Regions from separate parts of the Sus scrofa genome. Here all the other regions are linked to region 1. The links are chromatin contacts, called in public Hi-C and HiChIP or PLAC-seq maps. All regions are on one chromosome and are shown on one strand. Each heading gives the region's core, a stretch centred on a gene start, on an enhancer-like site or on the middle of the called end of the contact. The rest is flanking DNA. Distances are from core to core; before and after follow the strand shown.

Region 1 (2,805 bases), core at 68-2,567:
ACAGACTGTTCTTTGAACCCTACAGCCCTTGGAGAGAGTGTGGCCTTACCAACACGTTGATTTGGTTTTGTTTTGGTTTTTTGTTTTGTTTTGTTTTGTTTCCTTCTTACAGCTGCACCTGCAGCATATGGAAGTTCTCAGGCTAGGGGTCAAATTGGAGCTTCAGCTGAAGCCTGCTCCACAGCCACAGCAACACTGGATCTGAGCCGCATCTGCTACCTACACCAAAAGTTGTGGCAATGCCAGATCTTTAACCCACTAAGCAAGGCCATGAATCAAACCCACATCCTCATGGACACTATATTGGGTTCTTAACCTGCTGGGCCACAACAGAGAACCCCAACACCTTGATTTTTGGCTCAGTGTAACTGCTTTCGGACTTCTGACCTCCAGAAATGTAAAAGAATTTTCCGTTGTTTCTAGGCATCAGGAAAAAAAAATTGCTGTGGTGATTTTTTTATGTCAACCATGGGAATCTATGTGGTAGGTGTTGGGGAGATGGCAATAAAGGAAAAGCAGCCTTCAGGGAGCTTATACTTCCGCAGTGGAAGACAGTGAACAGATACATAAATGCACAGTCTAATGCCAGACAATGCTGCTGGCTCCATACTAAACATAAAGCAGCTGGTGGAAGCCCACAGAGCCTGGGAGAGGGGTAAGTAGACAGTAAGCTGGGTGGGGTGTGCAGAGCTCTGTAGGCTGTGAATGATAAGGAGATAAGGGCTTCGTATTTTCTTTTAAGTATGGATTTGCGGATCCTCCATTTGTGTGGGAAGCCATTGGGTTCCTCTTCAAGTCGTTCTAAGAGGGGCTGGAACCCTTCTATTGGCTGAAGTTCCTGTCCTGGGTTAGCTCTTTGAATTTGCTCTGCTCCCCGGGAGATTTCTTTAACCTCTCTAAGGTTTAATGTCTTTAACTTAGGTTGGAGTAACCAGTTAGTTCATAAAGGCGCTTGCTCTTAAAATAAACCAAAGCTCACAACCCCTTTCTGAACTGGGAAGCCACAGTCAGAAACACAATGGCTTCTCTGGCCGTGACGATCCCATTCGCGACCACTAGAGGGAGGCGGGCGAGGCGACCATTGCAGAATTGAATTGTTAAAAAAAAATTGAGGGCGTGTTGTTGAAAAAAGAAAGAAAGAAAAAAAAATCCTTCACTCACTCCCAAGGTCTGCTTTTAATTATACTGAGGGCTAGACTCTTAACCACACACATTTCAGCCAATCCTAGATGGCCCAGGCTCCTTTTTCACCCTCAAAGCCGTCAAGCCACAGGCGATGCACTTTCAGACCAGAGAAGCGGAACCAAGAGTCACGGATACCGGGTCCCACCCCCTGGCCCTGTCCTCGGGAGCCTTCCCGAATAGAGAGCAGCTTGGGATCAACTGCCCTAACTCATGATGGCCAAAGCTGAGATGTGACTGCAAGTGCCCTTCTAAATTCTTCCAGGGGTAATTATAGAATTACTCTTTCCTCTTCGTGTTGTGTTAGAGGCTGGCAAGCGATCCCTCTTTCCCCCACATCAAAGTAGAAACAAAGTCATTTGGAGTTCCTGTAATGAAAACCTCGATTTCTGGAGAGTTAAAGGCCCTTTGAAGAAAATTGCAAGGGGAGGTAGATTTTGGACGCACTTTCAGCACATTTTGTTAAAGCTGTGGGAGGATGTGATAATGACCATTAAAAGACTCTTTTTCCTCCGATTAATCTTTCTTACATCTACATCCAGAAGCTGAAGAAATCGGGGTCTATGGAAAAGATTCACTCATGTATTCATTGAGTAAACTTTTGCCCTTTTTTCTTATTGTGGCATAATTTCGGACTGACTGAAAATTACATGAATGATGCAAAGAATTTCTGAACTTCCTTTTCCCAGATTCCAAATATTCAAATTTTACCACCTTTGCTCTTTTCTTTCCTCCCCTTTCCTCCTATTGTCTTCTGAACTGAGTCAACAGCAGAAATGATACTTTTCCCCTATTTACTGTGTATTTCCTAAAAACAAGAGCATTCTCTGACATAACCACTGTACAAGTAATCTAGATCAAGAAATTAACAGATGTTATTCTCTAATTTAAGGACTTTATTCAGGTTTTTACAATTGCCATTAATATTATTTTCACAGTAAAAGAAACCCCTGTGTCATATATAGCATTTGCTTGTCATACCTCTCTAAGCTACTTTAAACAAACCATTTCTTGGTTTTTGCTTTGTTTTTATTCCTATTTTTAAAATACATATGTTGATGTTTTTGAAAAGTACAAGCAAAGTTTTTGGTAGAATGTCAGTGTGATGTTACTTTGTGATTAGACTCAGGATGTGCATTTTTGTTAGGAATACCATAGGAATTACATTGTGTCTTTCCAGTAAATTACATGGGGAGCCGTGATGTTGATTTGTCCCATCACTGGTGATGTTAACTTTCATCATTTGTTAAGACAGTAGTAAACATACTATGAAAGCTATAAAATATATATTAACACATATAATATAAGTGCAGTATAACATGTAAGTGAACTCTAATCTAATCTCTAATGTAATGTAAATATGATATAATAATGTAATATGTGTTAGGCTAGTGGTTCTTAAACTTCTGGTCTTATCCTAGAAGTACTTTATGTTCTTTCTTTTTGCCTTTTCTAGGGCCGCTCCTGCAGCGTATGGAGGCTCCCAGGCTAGGGGTCTAATTGGAGCTGTAGCCACCGGCCTACGCCAGAGCCACAGCAACGCAGGATCCGAGCCGCGTCTGCAACCTACACCACAGCTCATGGCAACACCAGATCCTTAACCCACTGAGCAAGGCCAGGGAT
Region 2 (2,800 bases), core at 114-2,613, 320 kb after region 1:
AGTGATGATGATTTTTTTTTGTGATCAGTCGAAGATGACTTGAGACTACAAAACCAGGTGCTAGAGTACTAAGGGACTACAATTTATTTTTCAGTGTGTGATGAAACGAAATCCATTTCAAATCTTTTTTTTTTTTTTAATTTTTTGTCTTTTTCGGGCTGCACTCAAGGCATATGGAAGTTCCTAGGTTAGGAGTTGAATCAGAGCTGTAGCTGCTGGCCTACGCCACAGCCATAGCGACCTGGGATCCTAGCTGTGTCTGAGACCTACACTACAGCTCACAGCAACTCTGGACCCTTAACCCACTGCATGAGGCCAGAAATTGAACCTGCATCCTCATGGATACTAATTGGGTTTGTTACCGCTGAGCCACAGTGGGAACTCCCCATTTCAAATACTAACCAAGTTGTGGTGGGGCAGGGGCAGAGAATGTTTCCAAGTTAGGCTGAAGGCTATTCACTTCTTCTTATTGGAGAAGGAATGTTGAGTCCGAGATGAACAAATTTCTCAACAAATTTCTAGGGACATGATAATGTGTCCATTGGAAAGAAAAATCCCCTCTTTCAAGGGACTATTAATTGCAGAATACAATGCTTTTACTGAAACCTTGGTGCAAAGATAATATAAGTGGTTTTTTACAAAGTGACCGAATTTGAAAGAACTTAACCCCGTCATATGAAAGTCCTCATTTTCTGAGTCTTGAGTCTAAAAATTAGGTCTGAGGCAAGGAATTTAAACATTCACATCAGCACTTTCCCTTTTGGCCTTTTGACAGGAAGGGCAAGGCGGTTGACAGAAGCCTGGCTCCGGAAGCAAATATGTTGTCTATTCCATGAAGCATCTTTCTGACCTGATTTCTCCTTTGGATCAGAATTCGATCTGGGGGCTTTGAGCCAGCTATTCGGTGAGTGAAGTGGGCACTGCTTCATGTCTCTGATGCCCCTCTCCTACCTTCTCCCTCAGGTATGCCCCCAAACCTGATGTGCCATTAACAAAGGACCCCTCCCTTGGTTCCCTAATGATTTTTAATACAAATCCCAAGTGGCGATATACGAGTCCCAAAAAGCGCTTAACATGGTGTGCGTCATATAGACTGCTGATGTTTAGCAATAATGATCATCATTTTGCATTTATGAACTATCCCTCCCAACTGGATTTTAGAAATGTCACATCATTTCCTTTAGATTCAATTAAATATACCCTTAAGTCTGCTTCATGCTGGTTGCCAGGAAATCTGCTCTCAGTCATTATTAGACCTCCCCCATCTCAGTCCCGAGGGCCTGATAGAGAAGAAGCGAATTGTCTAAAAGCACATATGGCTACTTGATGTTAGGGGACAGCTTGGTGCTGGGACTCTGGAGCATGCCCTGAGGCCAAAGGTCCAGCCTCCTGCAGGACTGTACTGAACCCCTCTCCACTGAGACAGGGAGCCCCTCTCCATGTCTCATGTGAGACGTGGGCTCAGGCCCAGTTCTCTGAGGGCCCTTCAGAACCTGCCTTGGTCTGCTGGGGTTGGGGGGTGGGGGGTCCCCCCTTTCTCCTGGTGCCATGTTTGCAAAAGCTCTCTGCCTTCACCTTATGGTAGGGTTGCCAGACTTAGCAAAAAGGAAAACAAAACAATCACCCAGCTAAATTTGAATTTCAGATAAATACTTTTTAGTGTAAGTATATCCCCTGCAATGCTTGGCACATAATCCCATACAAAAAACCTCTTATCTGCAATTTTAAAATTTAACCTAGCACTCCATATTTTATCTTGCAACCCTACCCTAAGAGTTCCTCCTTTGAAAGATTCAGGCATAGACGTTGTGTGCAGAAGAAGTCGGGCTTTCGGTGCCAGTCTTTAGTGGAGTAGCGAGAAGAACAACCTGGATGGACCTAGAAAGGCACAGGGAAAAACCCAGTATGGACAAATGCAAAATTATATCTGTAAATAATTCTGCGATTCTCATCATTATGATCATCCTCCTCTTTATCACCCATGGCAAATTGCTGCTTGAGTCTCTCCCCCTGGGGAAGGCAATATTAGTGGATCCTTATGTGAGTACAGTTTTAATAAAGATTCAGGAGAGAGGAGGAGGCCCAGGATGTCTGCAAGCGGAGGCAGTGGATCAGGAAGCCAGGGGAGGAGGGCCAGAGGGGTCAGGGCTGGAAAGGCCCCCTGGCTCTTCTTGGCTTCACCAGTCAGCCTGATGCAGGCGTGATAGGTAGCTTGAGATAGAGGAACCAACTTGACCTAATTCCATTCAAGACCCACTGCTGCCACCACCATAAAGCTGTGTGACCCAGGGCAGGTTGCTTAGCCTGTCTGTGCAACTCAGACCTGTCTCATGAGGTTTGAACCCAGATATGCCCCAGAAGATCTCCAAAGTGCCACATGTTGACCTGTGCAGATATGAACACCTCCTCCTCCCTGAGCCTGCTCTTTCTGTGTTCCCTGGATCAGTGCAGTGTCACTTCCATCTGCCTGGACATTGGAGCAGGACGCCTACCAGTTACCTTGACCCTGTTTGCAGAAGACTGGCCTCTGGTGATGGCCAGGGGTTCTGGCTCTCGGGGGTGGTAAGGCTTGCATCCCCTGCCTCTTCTACTGCTGCCCCCAGATGAGGACTCTCTGAGATAGGAGGGGGCAAGTTCCTACTTTTTCTAGGAGGACAGTCACTCTGAGGTAGCTGAGAGAACCAGAAATGGCTCTTCTGTATATTTGGAGGGAAAATGGAATGAAATATACTCTTGTACCTTTTTTTGTTGTTGGCTCTGCCCATGGTACGTGGAAGTTCCTGAGCCAGACTGAACTTGA
Region 3 (3,166 bases), core at 437-2,936, 340 kb after region 1:
TGTTATCCCAATCTCTTGTTTTCTGGTATTTTCCCTACTTCTCACTTCAGTCTGTAATAGATGTGTGGTCCCTGTTGGCCATTGTCTTGTTTTGTTTTAAATTTCATTGGAGTATAGTTGATATACAGTGTTGTATTAGTTTCAGGTGTACAGCAAAGTGATTCATTTATACACACACACACACACACATATATATGTCCATTCTTTTTTAGATTTTTTTCCCATATATGTTATTATAGAATATTGAATAGATGTCATTTACCTGTGTTGTACAGTAGGTCCTTGTTGGTTATGTATTCAATATATAGTAGTGTGTATATGTTAATCCCCAACTCCTAATTTATCCCTTCCCACCCCTACGTTTCCCTTTTGGTAACCATGAATTTGTTTTTGAGATGTGTGAGTCTGTTTCTGTTTGGTAAATAAGTTCATTTGTATCATTTTAAAAATTAGTTCCACATATGAGTGATACCATATATTTGTCTTTCTCTCTCTGACTTCCTTCACTTAGTATGATAATCTCTACGTCCACCCGTGTTGTTGCAAATGGCATTGTTTCATTTTTTATGGCTGAGTAATAGTCCACTGTGTATATGCACCACATCTTCTTTATCTGTTCCTTTGTTGATGGACATTTAGGTTGCTCCCATTGACCATTTTGCACAGTCTGGTTCTGTCCTCAGGTTACAGTTGGTTGGAGAGAGGGATGAGCACATATTTCAATCAGGGCACCTTTCCTGGACTGTGGTCATAGTTGATTGATCAATAGGTGGGCATCTGGCCCTAATTTGGCCAATTCATTCCCCAGGAATTTCAGGTTGGGTCTTAGAGAGAGAGGTTGATTCCCCTTTGGATGGTGATGTATGTGTGTGATTGCTGTTATTAGACATCTTTTTCTATGATGTGCCATACTCGGTCATGGAAATGAATGATGCAGATACACAGTGGGCAGCAGAGATGGGAGGTGAATGTTCTTGTGGTCATTCTAGTCCCTTGTTCCTGTCCACTCATGGGGCCAAGGGAGCATTTCTGTTCTTGGACCCCATGAGAACAGTAACTACCCTGAAATAGCAGAGTGGATTTTTATACTTGCAAACAACATCCCTTCCTCCTACAGTCCCTTTTCTTTATTTACACTGACTCTCTTTCATAGACAATAACATTGGTTACCACAATACAATCTAGTAAGTCAGCTCAACACCCTTTTGGAAAGAAAGAAATTTTAAGTAAATATACTAATAAAGAAAGGAGTACATAAACATGTATTTTAGGATTCCTGAGAAAGGCTTATATTTCATTTCACATTTGGAGTTATATTGCACTGAATGATGAAGGCTACTTTTAGAAATCATTCCATTTTAAAGATGAAAGGGATCTCTATTCCAGATATTTTTGGTGGGGGAGGGGGGGATGCTGGGAAACTAGAGCTCAGGGAGGTCAACAGACCTACCCAGATTTTATGGTTCATCAGTCCTAGTAAGACTTTTCCATTTGGGACAGTAAACAGATTATACCTAGATCTCTAGAGGGTCTGAGCCAAAACACAGAGAGCTACATTCCAGAGCAAGGAAGCCAGGGCTGATGGGGCGCTAGGGGAATTTCTCTGGGATGGCCAGAGAGTACAGCTGTGAAATCAGTGTTAGGTTCCCCAAACACCAGGTTCAGTCGCATGTGGTCTAGTTGCCTGACTCAGCATCCTGCTGTGTTTCAGCCAAGACTTCAGCAGGCTGCATTTTGCAATTGCCACCTCCTCCTTTCCGTCTTCGAAACTCAGAACTCTCACTTCTCCTCCTCATTCTTCAGCTCTCAACCTCCTTGGGGGAACCCTGAGATTAGGACTGAATGAACTACCTTTCTGAGATGACATCTTTGTTTTTCACCATAAGAGATTAGAGAAAGGCGTGGTTTGTTGAGATTGCAGGGAGGAGGTGGCTCAGGATGCACTTTGGGAGAGGGTGTTCTCCAAAGGGAAAGACATCAAGAAATTCGGCATAATGAACTCATCTAGTCAGAGATGAAGGAGAACTGACTAGAAATTTGGAAATCTTCTGGGTGTCAGAAGATACCTCTCTGAATTTCAGGCTCATTGCTTAGGTGACAAATAGCTTGACCTCTTTATACCTCGCTTACTTCCTCTTTCTAAAGGCAAATAGGCTAATACACACAGTTGTGTGACTTAAATGAGAAAACACACTTGTTGATTTTTGCATAGTGAATATGCACTCCATGTTATTAAAACTAGGGAAGGATAATCTTTAAAAAGGTAAAATGATGCCCTTCACAGAGGTATAAATAGAACATGTGTTAAAGATTTCGCTTACCTCATTACTAAATGAGTACAATTGTTTCAAAGGGGGGAATCCAAAGAATAGAGTCATTTATAGACCAGGAACATTGAAGTTAACTGCTCTAAACAGGGCATAGTTTTCCACTGGAGGCGCCCAGTGGTCTTTTTTGCTTATTCCAAATTTCTTGACATTGCTATAATTATTATTCCTTCATCTCAGCTGAGTTCCCCATTTTTGCCCACTTATCAAGAAGGGCTCTACTTTTGACATATCATAAATCTCATGTGCCTAAACCCCACATTTACAATATAAATATTCCTGCCCATTCCAGGTAGATTGTGCAATAGAATTCCATTATTACAACCCCTTATTATCAAGCCTTCAATTCTTGGCCATAACTTACCAGCCTGGAATAAAGTCAAAGGATGAAAAATATGTTGAGGCTTAAGCAAGAAAGAAAAGCGGAAGTGGTCATGCTGGCAATTTACTCATTTAGCAAATGTCTGGGGCTATGGAAACTAAATCCACTGTTGGCAGTGCACGCTCAAGCAAGAAAGTCTATTTGGTGTGGGAAAGAGTACTCAACCTTTCATTTTCAGCAATTTAAACAAATCTCTCCTGCTCTCTCAAATATTTATTTAGTCTCCTATAATTTATGGTAACCATGGCACTTAGTATTACCCAGGTGTTAAATCTAATACAAAAAAGGTAAAAAGAATAGTCAAGAAGTATCAAGTGATGCCCAAGGGAACTTATTAAATGTATTTCATTTGAATAATCCAATTCAATGCATTGAGGCAGAACTCTTAGAAAAAAGGACAACTTGAAAGAACTTGGCTTAAATTGGAACAGGCACCTCACCTGCAAGCTGCTCAGAT

What was found. A called contact is a pair of places that touch in the nucleus more often than the background predicts. HiChIP or PLAC-seq counts read pairs in DNA pulled down with a chosen protein or histone mark.
Region 2: a Hi-C map of fetal liver shows a contact between it and region 1, with 2.4 times the contacts expected there. The contact joins two enhancer-like sites. A contact is called at or near these places in 1 of 5 promoter capture datasets (liver), 20 of 47 Hi-C or Micro-C datasets (embryonic fibroblasts, epiblast stem cells, fetal heart ventricle and 11 more) and 2 of 2 datasets of contacts at active chromatin or transcription factors (alveolar macrophages and skeletal muscle).
Region 3: an H3K27ac HiChIP or PLAC-seq map of alveolar macrophages shows a contact between it and region 1. The contact joins two enhancer-like sites. A contact is called at or near these places in 1 of 5 promoter capture datasets (liver), 2 of 47 Hi-C or Micro-C datasets (embryonic fibroblasts and omental adipose tissue) and 1 of 2 datasets of contacts at active chromatin or transcription factors (alveolar macrophages).

The regions. Positions count from the first base shown.
Region 1 is chr14:64,279,549-64,282,353 of Sscrofa11.1, forward strand. No RefSeq gene overlaps it. Among named protein-coding and RNA genes, the nearest start is that of CDK1, 47 kb to the left of the region's middle. Within about 2 kb of position 1,318, at least 61 of the 83 cell types and tissues checked have an H3K27ac peak or open chromatin away from gene starts, as enhancers often do. A contact at or near this core is called in alveolar macrophages, embryonic fibroblasts and fetal liver, where this site is marked.
Region 2 is chr14:64,597,973-64,600,772 of Sscrofa11.1, forward strand. It overlaps LOC106506013 (a long non-coding RNA gene), which reads left to right. Exons shown (of 9, transcript XR_002338945.1): 3 at 776-904. Among named protein-coding and RNA genes, the nearest start is that of RHOBTB1, 130 kb to the left of the region's middle. Within about 2 kb of position 1,364, at least 1 of the 83 cell types and tissues checked has an H3K27ac peak or open chromatin away from gene starts, as enhancers often do. A contact at or near this core is called in fetal liver, where this site is marked.
Region 3 is chr14:64,622,300-64,625,465 of Sscrofa11.1, forward strand. All of the region lies in intron 3 of LOC106506013 (a long non-coding RNA gene), which reads left to right. Among named protein-coding and RNA genes, the nearest start is that of RHOBTB1, 160 kb to the left of the region's middle. Within about 2 kb of position 1,687, at least 8 of the 83 cell types and tissues checked have an H3K27ac peak or open chromatin away from gene starts, as enhancers often do. A contact at or near this core is called in alveolar macrophages and embryonic fibroblasts, where this site is marked.